Linked DNA regions of Mus musculus: regions 2, 3 and 4 are each linked to region 1. Evidence: chromatin contacts called from public Hi-C and promoter capture Hi-C data. All regions are on one chromosome and are shown on one strand. The core of a region is the stretch at or near the end of the contact, and the rest is flanking DNA. Distances in the headings are between cores, read along the strand shown.

Region 1 (3,374 bases), core at 386-2,885:
TTGCGATGTGCACATTCTGGGCAGCTTTTGCTTGTTCGCTTGCTTGCTTGTTTGTTGAGACAGGATTTCTCTGCACAGCCCTGGCTGTTCTAGAACTAGCTCTGTAGACCAGGCTGACCTCAAACTCACAGAGATCCACCTGCCTCTGCCTCCCAAGTGCTGCTGGAATTAGGGGTTTGCTTTTTAAAAGACTTTACACTCTTAGAGTCTGCTCTGTGGTCAGGAACAAAAGCTCATTGGTGAAGGCAAACTAACTGATTTCAGAACTTTTTGCAGGCAAGTGTAGAACACTCCCAGGTTCATTGCAACACCTCCAATGACCTCATCAGACCCCAGGGGAAGCATCTTCCAGCTCCCACAGCCAGAGATTGCTCGGCTTAGCAATCAAGTTTATTTAATAACTGCTACCAAATCTTGCATCTCTGAACCTTTAAAGAGAAGCCCAGAATGTTTTTCGTGGTTAGAGGCTCTAGATCAGTTGATGAGGACTTATGTGTCAGTCACTGAGAATATAGAAATGAGTAAGTAAAAATTCTTCTCTGGAAAGGATCCACCCAATGGAGAGACACTGAGATTAACTAACTTAAAGGAATGTTGGCAGCCCATTTCTTCAGTTACACCAACGGAAGTGAATCCAGATCCATCCCGACCGTACTGTGGGTCCTTTATACCAGTGCAGTCTTCCCCAAGTGTTCCCAAGTCCGGGTGTGAACATGTCTGCAAGTCAGCGCCCCAAAGCTGCCTGCTTGCATTTTTGCTGCTTTCTGAGGGTTCCCTGTTCCTGCCACACAGAGGACCAGCCTTGCTGAGGGAGTCTGAAGATGCTGGAGTGCTGAATTCTTCCTCCTGCTACGGCGAGTCAGCTGATGCTCTCGTTTTTTTTTTTTTTTTTTTTTTTTTGTGCCCAGACTCACCTCAGACATCCCCAGCACGCTTCCACACAGTGAGAGATGCTTTGCCCCTGCCTCCACCTCTACTCCGCTGACAACCTGTAGGTCTCCCATCCCTATTTTTGCTTTTAGAAATTAGTACAGCTTAAATCACACATAAATATCTACACAATGATGGAGCAAAATCTAGAAATTGACAAGGAGCTAAAATATTGCAACTTTGCCCTATATACAAGATAAATGTATGGCAACTTTTAAAATTGTATGTATTTATTTATCTGCATGTATGTCTGTGTACCACACATATGCAATGCCCAGGGAGACCAGATGAAGGCATCACTACATATGGTTGGGAACTGCCATGTGGGTCTGAGAACTGAACCTGAGTAAGTGCCTGCAACCACTGAGCGATCTGTCCAGCCTTGAAGATGAATCTGTTAGAACAATTCTAGTAGATTTCTTCACTACCTCACTGTGTACTTTCTGGGTTTTAGAAGTCTGACCCCGTGGCTTGTCTACTCTTCGATCTTAGAGTTACCTCATAAGCAGAGCAGACATGCATAATTTCTTCTGTACTTGGTTCCCATAATGCTTAGATGTAGACAGCTGGTTTTGCAACTGTGCTTTAAAGAACAGGAAGCTGAGTAGCCATAAATATATATTCTTTTTTCTCCAGAGGATGGACAGAGGGAGGAGGAGCCCAGGAAGTGCTGTGTGTATTTCTGGGGGTTGGAGAGGTGGGGGCACAGTTGCCTCACTCCTTCCTTTAGACTTCTTTCAAAGTAGTTCCTGAAGTTGGCCTGAACGTCAGGGATAATATGTTTTTGGATCTATGGCATATGCACAGTGAAACTTCAGTCCTACCCTGAGCAAGGATAAGGACCATACACATAAGGAAAGAGGCAGCTTAGGAACAAAAGGCCGTGCTTAGCAAACATTATCATTGCTGAAAGAGATGTGTGGTCCACCAGGTGGTTAATATTTGACCCAGGCATGCTCAGGGGAAAGGTGAATGACTCCTTGTTTGCCCATGATTAGTGGCCTTGGTTTACAAGTCGCTGCCAAAGTAAAGATCCTTAGATAGGTTCTCCCCACCCCGTCACATGAGCACTGTATATTACCAGCCTGTGAGGAGCCTCTAGCTTCACACCGCAGGACCCTGTCTCCAGGAGCACGCAGCTGGACACATTCCCAGTCGGAGGAAAGCTGGCCAGCTTTGGTAAGATTCTTCCTTGTGGGTGTTCAACTCTCTGCTTCTTTTCCTCTGTGCTCTTTCTAGCAGTTCATCTATTTTAGTGAAACTGACTAACACCCCTTACGCTTTCTGGACTCAAACTTGCACATTAAAAAGAAAACGAGTAAGAGTTAAAATTTAAAATGAAAACAGGATTATTTGGTGTGGTTTGTATCTGGGAAGCAATTAATGGGATTTCGATCAAGGAGATGGAGATATAGGAGGGTTTCTTCAATTGTGATTAAAAGCCCCCAAAGGCTTAGGAAGCCATTTGCAGAAGGGCATGTGATCTGTCGTGTTTCCTCCATAACAAGCTTGGCTTGGCAGGAATAATAAGGAAAACCCCGAGTCTGGTGGTGGTGGTCCACACCTTTAATTTCAGCACTGGGGTGGTAGAGGCAGGCAGATCTCTGAGTTCAAGGCCAGTCTGGTCTATAAAGTGAGTTCCAGGACAGCCAGGGCTACCCAGAGAAAGCCTGTCTCCAAAAAGAAAAAGGAAAGAAAAGAAAAGAAAAAAAAAAAAAAAAAAAAAAAAGGAAAACCCGGAATCAGGAAGTACTTTCAGCAGTATTTCCTACTCAATTCTTTCCTAAAAAAAAAAAAGAAGGAAGAAAAAAGAAAAAGTTATGGACGCTCCTTAAAAACAAAGAGGAACATGAACCAAGATCAAAAGATGCTAGGTTGAGGGGAGAAAGGAGGAAAGACAGGAGGAAGACCAGGCACAGGGTGTTCTAGTCCAGTTGGACTGTTATGAAGATACACAAAGTAGGGAGAGTATACCTAGGAGAAGGGTGTTTATCACATTGCCACCCCAGCTGCAGGTAGTTTGCTACATGTCTAGTCTACATAGCACTGCCAACCCGGATTCCTGTGAGCACTACCTGGTTAAGAATGGGTAAACTGAGTCTGCACAAGAGTTGGAACTATTCCACTGCAGAAATCCGAATGACAGTCATTGTTGTGTATGCGACTAAGGTTCAGTACCTTTGGCCATGGCAGATTTACACCTGCACTCTCTAACAATAACACTCTCGCTTGTTTTCTCACAATTATACCTTGTCTGGCTTTGGGGGGAGTGTTAGAGTTAAACACACAGTGAGACAGTTTCAAGGGAGTGGACAGTAGACACTGGTGGTTGAGGTGTTCTGCTGGAAGTTGCTCCCTGGGTGTTTTAGAGAAACCATTATGAGAGACTGCATTGGGTGAGTTGGTAAAAATTAATGTGGAATTTCTGCAAATTAGAAGCAAGT
Region 2 (3,374 bases), core at 420-2,919, 830 kb after region 1:
GGAAAGATACAATCTTTCTAGTCGGTTGCTTTTTGAGACAGGAGTTTCACTGTGCCGTCCTGGCTGGCCTGGAATGCTAGATCAGGCTAGCCTTGAACTCCCAGAGATCTGCCTGCCTCTGCCTCTCAGGCACTGCCATTAACGTCTTTCACGAACCCCACCTCCACCCTCATGCCCACAGAGCAGAAGACATTTCCACTGCTAAGACGGTCAGATCACCAGGACACCTAAAGCAGGGAAGGGAATTCAACCATAATTGAGTTTGAATGTGTTTTTAACATTTTATTAAGAAATGAGTACAGATTCACAAGAAGTCAGTCTAAAAAGGGGCTCATGCGCCCCCTGCCCAGTTTCCCACAGTGGTTTTTACACAGAACATGACTGGGGCTGGGACTGCCTCTTCCCCTGTCACCTGAGTGAAAGAGATAAGGGGGTTCAGAGGGACCGAGGGACCTTGGAAAGGACAAGAACGATCATTTGAAATTGTGGGGGGCCAAGGTGAGAGAGATGGAGGACAGTGGTTGGAAACAGGCAGGCAGCATGGCTAACGTTGGTTGGGAAAGTCAGGGAAAACAGTACTAGGCTCCATGGTGGGAGGAGGGGAGAAGGATGGGTTATATGAAGGGAAAGGGGAAATCACAGATTAGTACAGGCTGGAGACTGGGGGCTGTGGGAAAGGGAGGCAAACGGGCCTGAGGTTCTTATTGCCGGAGCGTGGCAGGAATTGGAAGGGAACTTGAGGTTGCGGGAGGTGTGGTGGGGGTGGAGGACTGGCTGACACTAAAAACAGGCCTAGGGAGAGATACTGGAGCTGGGTGCCTGTTGCCATGGTGTGATCTGGGGCCTGGGCCTCCCTCCAGGAGTCGGGATCTGACCCAGCAGATACACAAGCACTGCCAGCTGGACACAGTCTGCTTCTTGGGTGGGTTTCACTGTCACTGGGAGAGGAAGGCTCATGGTGGGGGCCATGAGAAGGCGAAAGAGCCTGAAGGAGGGCGGGGTTCTGCTTCAGATGTCAGGAGGAAGACTTGCAGACAGACTCAGAGTTTGGGAACGGGCCTTCGTGTGGCATGTAGAGGCCTGTAGTAGGTGGGACTAGTTTGAGAACTAAGTCCCTAGTAGAGACCAATGATACCTATAGGCTCAGCATCATGCTTGCGGGAGCAGAGCAAGTACAGCCTTTGGTTGGTCAGGGTGCTGTTATAGCTACAGCTGGTTGGTGCCTGTTGATGAACCAGGGTGCAGATTGTGACGGGGAAGGAGTTCTGAGTGAGGGTGCAGTACTCGTTGTAGTTTTCACAGAAGCTCTCGCTGTATTTACAGAACTTCTGGATGTCTTCCAAGGGGGCGTGGACCACATAGTGGATCTTAGGGCAGTACCAGTCCTGCAGTTTGCCTCTCACGTAGGCCATGAGGCCATTACAGTATCCGTGGAATCCCTTTGGGTAGTTAACCATGGGGTAGTCAACATGTAAGGTTCGGAAGTTCTTGATGGCCGTCTGAATTGTGATGCCTGTCACCAGAGTTGGCCGGAAGACAAGCGGGAGGACAAGGAGCCAGGCCACATCTGGTGCCATGCCTTCTGCTGGCAGGGTTAAAGTAATTAGAGGCACATTGGGCTAACGAGACCTGCCCACGCTTCCCAGAGTCTCCGGTCTTCTCCAGCTTCCCCTGTGTGCCTCCCCTCACCTCTAAGAACTGCTCAGTAGTACCTTACAGATTCTGTCACTCCAAGAAGGCAAAGTACTTGCTCAAGGTCACCCCTCAGAGCAGCCATCTACAGCCAACCCTCCTCCTATGGTTCACCACCAAAGACCGTCTCACCCAGGCCTTGGGCTGTGCAGCACAGATTCACAAGTCCAGCTGGTCCTTGGAGAAAGGGGCTTCTGATTGCTCCCTGCTTCCCAGCACTCCTTATGGTAGCCACAGAAGGAGTGGAGAACAGGCTGCCTTGGTAGTCTCTGACAGCTCTGCAGGAAGAAACCTGAAGACAGTCAGGGGAAGAGAGTGGGAGGCAGGGATGTGTCTTGCCTAAGGCCGCTTACAGCCTAGAGGTGGGTTGAGACTGAAAAGATTTCTGGATCAAGACAGTCTGGGAGGAGGGAGTGTCCTCTGGATTTGAGGAGCACTGTGCTATCTGGGTTAGGTGGGTAGGAGGAAAGAGATACTGTCTGGTCTCCATGTGGGTATCCTCAGGACATTTAGATCCAACCTCCTGGCCAGAAATCCCAAAGTTCCTGGGACCTTCTTTGATGTTTGCTCTGGCTTACAGGTCCTGCTTTTAGCAACGTGGGAGGATAGAACCATCCTTTTTTATGAAGAACAAAGTGTTTACCTTTGATGGAGGGTTCACCAATGTCTCATCCCACTTATAAGCCCCAGGGCTGTGCCCATCAGCACCGCCCACCAAGGTGGCAGGCTGAGAACAAAGAACCTCCAGGACTCCCCACAGTGCCCCTTACCAGCTGAGTGTGCCAACACCTTGCACCCTTGACTCAGGGCCTGTCAGTTCAGAGCACTGCTAGGAATCTCTGCACGCTGCCTCTGCAGCCCCAACAAGCTGGTTCTGGCTCTTGAGAGAATGTGAACCACCTGGCCTGAGCAGATTCTTGGTACTGGCTGGTGTGTGTGGCAGTTTGTCCTGCTGAGGAAAGGGCTAAGTTACTCAGCTTTTTATCAAATATCTGGATCTTCATCAAAGTCAACACAAACAAGTTTCAAGGAATTTGCCAGCTCTAACCTTTGACACCACCCCCCACCACCACCCACCACCCCCACCCGCCGCCAAGCCCTGCAGCCATGTCTCCCTAAGGGCATTCTCCACATTTACAAATTTTGGGGCCTTACTTGTGACAGGCTCTCACTGTGTATGCCAGGCTGGCCTCAAACTGCTTATCAGTCTGTCTTCGGCCTCTTGAGTGCCAAAAACAGAGAGCTATGTATCACCCTGCCCATCCCCCTGGGATGCTCTTAGAACTTTTTCACCTTCATCAGCAGAAGCAGGAGTCAGAAGCCAGACCCCTAGGTGCTCTGCGGTTCACTGTGGAGCTCACAGGAAGGAGTTGGTCTCAGGAGACATATTGGTATTCTCTCTGTGGTCTCTCACTTGCAGCCTCCTCTGGACTGGTTCTTTCTGGCTACACAAACAAGAGCCCCAAATTAAATCTCTTCTCCTTAGACTCAGTTCTCTTGTGTCTTTGTCTTTATTTTCCTGCCGCTGTGCTAAAAAGCTTGGACAGGAGCAACTTTAAGAGAAAAGGGTTTGTTCTGGTTCACATATGGAGGAGAGCCCATCAGGGTGGGCAAGCTAAGGCAGCAGGATGCTGAAGCCGCTGGTCGCATTGACCCCGCAGTTAGGAAGCAGAATGAATGAA
Region 3 (3,374 bases), core at 516-3,015, 810 kb after region 1:
GTTTGGGTTGGGTTTTTTTGTTTGTTTTGTTTTGTTTTGTTTTGTTTTGGTGATTTTTTGTTTCTTTGGTTGGTTGGTTTTGGTTTTGTTTTTTTGTTTGTTTTTAGTTTTGGTTTCTGGTTTTGTGTTCGTAGTGACTCTACCTGGTCCTATCAGAGTATACCCTATATTTTCTATGAATTCACCATCATGAGGGAGAGTTAAATTGCTCCGGGCACCATATATCCTTGCTGAACCCTGAGTCTCAGGTCGGAATCCATCCCTCTTTTCAGGTTACTCCTGACTTACCTTTCAATGGTGCTGTTCCCACTCCAACCTTTCTTCTGATCTTGGTTTCACTTCTGCCTACTGTAAGGTCTGTACAATTATATATTGCTTAAAGACAAGGATATGTTCTGAGAAGCATATATTCAGTAATGTTTTTGTCGTTGAGAAAACACTGGAGAATGTGCTACACAACCCAAGAAGCCATTGGCGTCTGTAAGAGAATACTGTGGGTCTATTGTCACATAAGTGGTGAGATATATGTAGGGCTGGCCAAAATGTCATTATGAAACTCATAAGAGCTTCAAACTGACTGTAAGGTCCTTTTTCACTCTGTTCTGATTTCTCATTCTCTTGAGCTGTTTCTTACCTCACCTGCCCCTAATGTCTGGAAGACACTCAAATTCCTTAGGAAAAAAACAAGATTCAAAGCAGGTCTTGGTTTCAGGGCTGCCTTATGTTCATGAACAATAGGGCTGTAAGACTGGGGGCTGGCCACAGGGCGGCGCTGTGACTCCACAGGTGAACTAGACTATGTAGGTCCAAAAACTAGGGTCAACCAGAGACACCAAATGTCCTCCCCCAAGTTCCTGCAAAACACCTCTTCACCTGCCTTAGATTCTGGAGCAGAAACACCTATAGTTGTATGCACATACATGTACACTTAAATGAAATGTGAAAATCACTCTGCTAACAGTACTACTTTCGTAGGCAGATACCAAGCAAAGATTCCTCTTCCCTTCCATAATACACAACAGCAGCTCTACCAGTAAAGGCTGGTTGAGGTCTTAGGGCTTCACTTTTTCCTTACGTTGGGCTAAATGACCCCAGTGATTACATGCTTTGCATTCTTTCCCTGTGGCATTTCAGCAATCTTTTTTGTCTGACCCAACACCCATCCAGCAGCTAACTCTAACCCACTAACGCCCTCTTCTGACACTGGCCTACAACATGGAAATAGGCTTAGGGGTAAGGCTGCAGCTCAGTAGTAGAGCACTGGCCTAGCACGCACAAGGTCCTGGGTCCAATCCCCAGCACAAGAAAGAAAAGCCTCAGCAACAAGGACACAGTGGCTCACTACCGTGTTGGAATGTGAGCACTTGATGTCAAGGGGCCCAGTTTCCCACTCACTGCCATTGAAGAAATGCGACAGTTGGGATTTCCATAAAGCAAGCTTTAATGATCGCAAACAATATTCTATCTACATAATTCATAAAGTGCTTTCTCCTTCATATTTGTGTGTGTGTGTGTGTGTGTGCGCGCGCGCATGCGCATGTTCACAGTGTACTCCTGAGTGTTTATGTCTGTACACCTACGTGTGAAGGCAGAGGTGGACTTTGGGTTGATTCCTCCATCACTCTACGCCTAATTTTTTGAGACTGGGTGTCATCCAGCCCAACCCTCTAAATCAAACAGCCACCGTTGTCACTCCTGCTTGTAAAAGATCAGCACGCCTGGGCGTGTTGGCACGTAGGCAGGAAGCAGGGTCACAGGACCCTCACCTGAGAACTCAGCCCTTTGTGCCAAATTCCATGAGGCCTGGGAGTCCTGGGGAGGGAGCAGTCTACAGTCTACAGCCCAGGGAACACTAGACGAGAGCTCCACCTGAGCCGCAAACGGGGAGTCACCACCTAGGCTGGGTACAGACCTTCCAGGGTACCTGCCTTAAAGTTACCCATAATCTCTATGAAAGCTTAGTGAACTCGGTGGCCCCCCAGGGTGAACTCTGATAGAGCTGAGCTTTGCTTTGTTATTGGGGCGTCATGAGGAGACATACAGTGCTTAGCCCCACACCCTCAGGAAGAATGTTCTCTCAATACTAGGTCCCAACTGAAAATGGTGTCCACTGATGGGCTAGGCTAGCCCACTAGTGAGCCCCTGGGGTCCTCCTGTCTCTGCCTCCCAGCCATGGGATTATACGTGCACAGTCAAACCCAGATTTTTTTTTTTCAGTGTATGCTAGGGATCAGAACACAGGTCGTCATGGTGGCACAAGGACTGTACATGCTGAGCCATCTCCCCAGCCCCCTCCTTTTGCCTCGAGAGTCCAAGAAGGAACCTGCGACAGCTACAAGACATCTGAATCCCCATGGTTGTTACTCATAATTGCTTAACGGCCTCTTACAGAACCATCATTTTGCTCCCAGATCCCCTGGAATCCATCAGTGAGTAAAATCCTAAAAAGAAGTCCCTTTGACTGTGACCTTCTTGAATCACAAATAGGATGAACTTATAAGCAGCAGTGCCCTGTGGTACGTAGCACTCTGTGTCCGAGTTTACTCTCTTGCTGAATGATCCATCTAAAATGTACTCTAGGTAACGCAAAGGTGACATGGAGGCTCACAACCATCCTTAAAGAGATCTGATGCCCTCTTCTGGCAGGTATGAAGACAGTTACAATGTACTTACATATAATAAATAAATATATTGTAGCCGTCTTCAGACTCCAGAAGAGGGCATCAGATTCCATCACCATGTGGTTGCTGGGACCTGAACTCAGGACGGCTGGAAGAGCAGCCAGTGCTCTTAACCGCTGAGCCATCTCTCCAGCCCCTCAGTCGGTTTTCTTAAAGGACATGATATTGATGACATCTCTACAACAGCTCCTCTTTCCCAAGCTTAAAAATGCTATTAATAAAAAGAATGACACCACTTTCTTGGCTCCCGTGGTCACACTCTGTGCAGCTTTTATACCCCACAAGCCATCCCAGGTGCTTTCAGAGGAACAAGGAAAGGCAAGCAAGGGGCAGGGTACAGGCGCATTCAGACCCGGATTAACAATGCTGTTCAGTTTCCTCTATAGTTTATTGTCACAGCAGAAGTTGTGTGAGACAGGAGGTCACGCTCTACACGTCACAGTATGGTCAGAGCCTGAGGTAGCTCTTCCCACCCTGATGCCAAGCCCCAAGCAGTCGGACCTAAGCTCTTTCCCTTAGTCCCACTTTAGGTGCACGCTGACAGCTATCCAAGTTAGTGTGGCCAAAGGACCCGGGCCCCTCCCTTCTACCCCAGCTTCAATGTGTTTACCACTGTTCTTCACGGGCCACCATCTCCCATCCTTTCTTTTTACATGCTGGATATTTCTATCACATTAAGGATCACTGACCCAC
Region 4 (3,374 bases), core at 565-3,064, 740 kb before region 1:
TAGTGCACACAAGAAGGAAAACCCAGAAAGCAAGGAAAAGACTTACTAGGCCATACTCACTTTGAAATGTATAAAAAGAAAATATATAATAAAAAAGAGATTCTCTAATAAATAAAAAAAATTAAATAAAAGTTTCTCCAACCACCAACCTTTCAGTTAACAGCTGAACGCACTGACCGATTGCTCCCCCAGAACTCATGTCTCTAGCTGCATATGTAGCAGAAGATGGCCCAGTTAGTCATCATTGGGAGAAGAGGCCCTTAGTCTTGAGAAGATTATATGTTCCAGTACAATGGAATGCCAGGGCCAGGAGGCAGGAGCATGTGGGTTGGGGAGCAGGGCGCGGGGGCAGGGGAGGGGAGGTATAGGGGACTTTCAGGATAGCATTTGAAATGTAAATGAAGAAAATATCCAATAAAAAAGGTTTCTCCAAGCAGTTAAAGGATCTAAAGTATATATAATGGACCTCAGATTTTGGGCCAGAGAAATAGTAGGATAGTTTAAGGTATGCTAGCAAGTGAATGCTTATGTGGCCAAGCGTAAACAGGGCAAAAGACCTAGGAGAGAATGGCCTGGAGTATATTGGGAGGTCAATTTTACAGAAGTTAAGCCAGAAAAATATGGTTACAAATACCTTCTAGTGTTTGTAAACACTTTCTCTGGATGGACTGAGGCTTTCCCTGCCACGCAGGAAACAGCTACCATGGTAGCTAATAAGATATTAGTAGAAAATTTCCAGAGGTTCAGAGTTCACAAGGTAATTGGATTGGAAAATGGTCCTGCTTTTGTAATACCTGATATCAAGACTAGACATGACAGGAGGCTGGAGAATTGATTTGGTGGGTAAACACATTTGCCACACAAGTATGAGGAACAAAGTACAAATCTACAGAACTCAAATAAAAGGAAAGATACAGAACAAACATCTATAATCTATAGGGAAATTAGGACAAAGATAAGGGAATTCCTGGAAGCTCTTGGGCCTACTGCCGTGGTATGTGCAACACAAAACAGAGATTCTGTTTAAAAACAAGGTAAAAAGCCCATGATACCAACAAGGTGTCAACACTCATTTTGTCCTCTGGTCCCCATACAGATGCCTGCACACATGCATCCATGTGATCACACATGCACGCACACGGGACTAGTAGTGAAACAAGAACATAGACTCAGGCTTACATGACAAACTGAATCCCAGCAACCATCGAAAGTGATCATTTGAACTGCCCTTGATTGCCATAAGGATTATACAAGCTCCCTCCAACAAATAAATTACCTCTAGTAGCCAAATAAAGACCTACCCCTTCAGAAAACTCTTCATTGCCTTTTGTTAATAAACTATGTGGAACCTCACCAGATTTGGGGCTGCATGCTTGCTGGAGCCAACATCTCCTGTGCAATGGATTCTGTGCTTTCACTACCATCTTCACTCCTACAACTCCATGTCTAGTTCTATTCATTGTTTGACCAAAGAAGGATCTGAGCATCACATCGCAGGACACCTGAGATCCCTCTAGTAACAGTAGTCTGAAGACAAAGGAAGGGTAGAAATGGCAGAAAGCATGAGCCTCTCTTACTTTAAGAGACAGAATGGCCCAGCAAAATGAAGACTGCTTTTTCAGATGTTGGGAGGATGTGATACAAAATGTGAGAACTGAAACGTATGGAGTGTACTAGGAAAGAGGAAGTCATGAAACTGAAAGAAAAAGAGACTGTCCAAGGAGAAGTCATTCCCCACTTTTTCTAAAATTAACTAAGCACTCTCTCTTCCCTAGAGCTCCCCACCTATCACCAATAACATATTTCTGTGCAGCAGAGCAGCCACCATTGTGGAGGGAAGAGGAAGGTTTTCTTCTTTAACTACGGGAGATGAAAGAAAACACCTCCTGAGAACCTGAATCTGTCTCCACCACCCCATGCTCAAAGGTAAGAAATGTTGTCCTAATACAGGATTTTCTGAATAAGGCAGATAAGCATTAGTGACACAAGCAGGGAAAAAGGGAAACAACTAAGCATCTCCCTCTATTGAGAGAAAGCCAAAGATCAGGGCCAGTGGTGGCCAGGAAGAATCTCTGGACAGTTGGACTAAGGGTTGCTACAATTTAGGTGATCACGGGAAACATAGTAGTTCTTGGACAATCTATGTATGTCTGTCAGAGGTATAATATTAAACCTGATAACTTGAGACAGAAGTTGCTATCATATCCATACTTCTATAGTGCCAGGCTCTTAGTACCAAAGTCACTGTGTCTTCCTGATCTGAGATCTATTCCAGTCCCTGAATTCATCCTAGATAAACTAAAAAGAAAAAGAAAGCTTAAATAACCATGGTACACTATTTGACACTTCAAGGCTCAAAAGAAAGGAAGGAAAGAAGGAAGAAAAGAAAAAAAGAAAAGATAAGGAAAGGAAAGGAAAGAAAAGAAAAGAAAAAAGATACCTCCCTTTGCTGTAGAAAGATGGGATAAGATCTCAAAGAGCATATTCAATGAGGCCATGCCATTTAGAAGATGAAGTCTCAGACTGTTCTCTGGCTCCTCTGAAGTTCAATGAAATCTGAGGCTCAGGAAGGAGAAAAACAGACACAGAGACAGACAGAGATAGACAGGGACAGACAGAGGCCCTCGGACACAATATCCTTACATGCCTCCAGAGTCAATGTGTTATCACCCAGGAGAAACAGTTCCTTGGTTACAAAGGAAAGTAGAGGAGTCCATGGCACTCTGTGCTAATCCTCTGCACAAGGGCAGAGCTACTTAATAGGACAGTGCCCTTCACTTGTGACTAACTGGTTCCTGTAATCCCCAGAACAACAGACTACTCTCCTGTCTCTTCCAAACCTTTCAGGGACTTTCATGACCACTAATTTAACAATGGTCATTCAGAGGCCTCTCCCCATGAGAGAAAAGACACAAATAATGAGAACATAGTCAACTCACCATCACCACCACCCTACACCCCTAGTGCTAGGCTCTAGGCTCAAAGGTATCAAGACATTATTTCCTTTGTATTTTATTAGCCTACTTTCTTTATTTCCTTTGAATATTTTACCTGAATTATTTTTTAATATTGTCTCCCTAAACTCAATTCTAAAATCTAGCTGAAATATTTCCTTAGTTCTGAATGTTTAAATCAGACCATTTATCCTAGTAGAAAAAATACTGACTATAGTTTCACATCTGGCACTCACTTTCTGCTTCTTTGACTAAGACAAGTAATTTAGCCTCCTTAGTAAAGAAGGACAACAGCCCACCATTGTCACATGGCTAAGAATTTTTCTCAGATATAAGTGTGTCAGTAACATGGTTCCCTTTTCCAGTGTACTCTCTAATGAGCAAATCAGTTTTCCACCTTGTTTTGTGGTGCAGACTATC

Evidence for each region. Promoter capture Hi-C pulls out the DNA fragments that hold promoters and counts their contacts. Hi-C and Micro-C count contacts between places; a contact is called where the count stands out from the background.
Region 2: a contact with region 1 is called in a promoter capture Hi-C map of liver, with 7 times the contacts expected there. The contact joins the promoter of Rnase13 here to the promoter of Ang in region 1. A contact is called at or near these places in 1 of 39 promoter capture datasets (liver), 3 of 484 Hi-C or Micro-C datasets (cortical neurons and uterus), 1 of 115 datasets of contacts at active chromatin or transcription factors (pancreatic cancer cells) and 2 of 9 other capture datasets (adipose tissue and pancreatic islet).
Region 3: a contact with region 1 is called in a Hi-C map of liver, with 3 times the contacts expected there. The contact joins the enhancer-like site here to the promoter of Ang in region 1. A contact is called at or near these places in 1 of 39 promoter capture datasets (embryonic stem cells), 2 of 484 Hi-C or Micro-C datasets (liver and uterus) and 4 of 115 datasets of contacts at active chromatin or transcription factors (bone marrow-derived macrophages and embryonic stem cells).
Region 4: a contact with region 1 is called in a promoter capture Hi-C map of liver, with 7 times the contacts expected there. The contact joins the promoter of Tlr11 here to the promoter of Ang in region 1. A contact is called at or near these places in 3 of 39 promoter capture datasets (liver and pre-B cells) and 1 of 115 datasets of contacts at active chromatin or transcription factors (microglia).

The regions. Positions count from the first base shown.
Region 1 is chr14:51,094,365-51,097,738 of GRCm38.p6, forward strand. Ang (angiogenin, ribonuclease, RNase A family, 5) reads left to right here and starts at 1,636. Exons shown (of 2, transcript NM_007447.3): 1 at 1,636-2,109. It overlaps Rnase4 (ribonuclease, RNase A family 4), which reads left to right and starts at 1,636. Exons shown (of 2, transcript NM_201239.3): 1 at 1,636-2,109.
Region 2 is chr14:51,921,104-51,924,477 of GRCm38.p6, forward strand. It overlaps Rnase13 (ribonuclease, RNase A family, 13 (non-active)), which reads right to left and starts at 1,670. Exons shown (of 1, transcript NM_001011687.2): 1 at 1,057-1,670. The coding sequence starts at 1,577. The coding sequence ends at 1,116.
Region 3 is chr14:51,902,231-51,905,604 of GRCm38.p6, forward strand. Ndrg2 (N-myc downstream regulated gene 2) reads right to left here. Exons shown (of 15, transcript NM_001145959.1): 15 at 3,041-3,374. Among named protein-coding and RNA genes, the nearest start is that of Ndrg2, 9.6 kb to the right of the region's middle. Within about 2 kb of position 1,766, at least 33 of the 459 cell types and tissues checked have an H3K27ac peak or open chromatin away from gene starts, as enhancers often do. A contact at or near this core is called in embryonic stem cells and liver, where this site is marked.
Region 4 is chr14:50,356,100-50,359,473 of GRCm38.p6, forward strand. It overlaps Tlr11 (toll-like receptor 11), which reads left to right and starts at 1,815. Exons shown (of 2, transcript NM_205819.3): 1 at 1,815-1,926. The coding sequence starts at 1,917.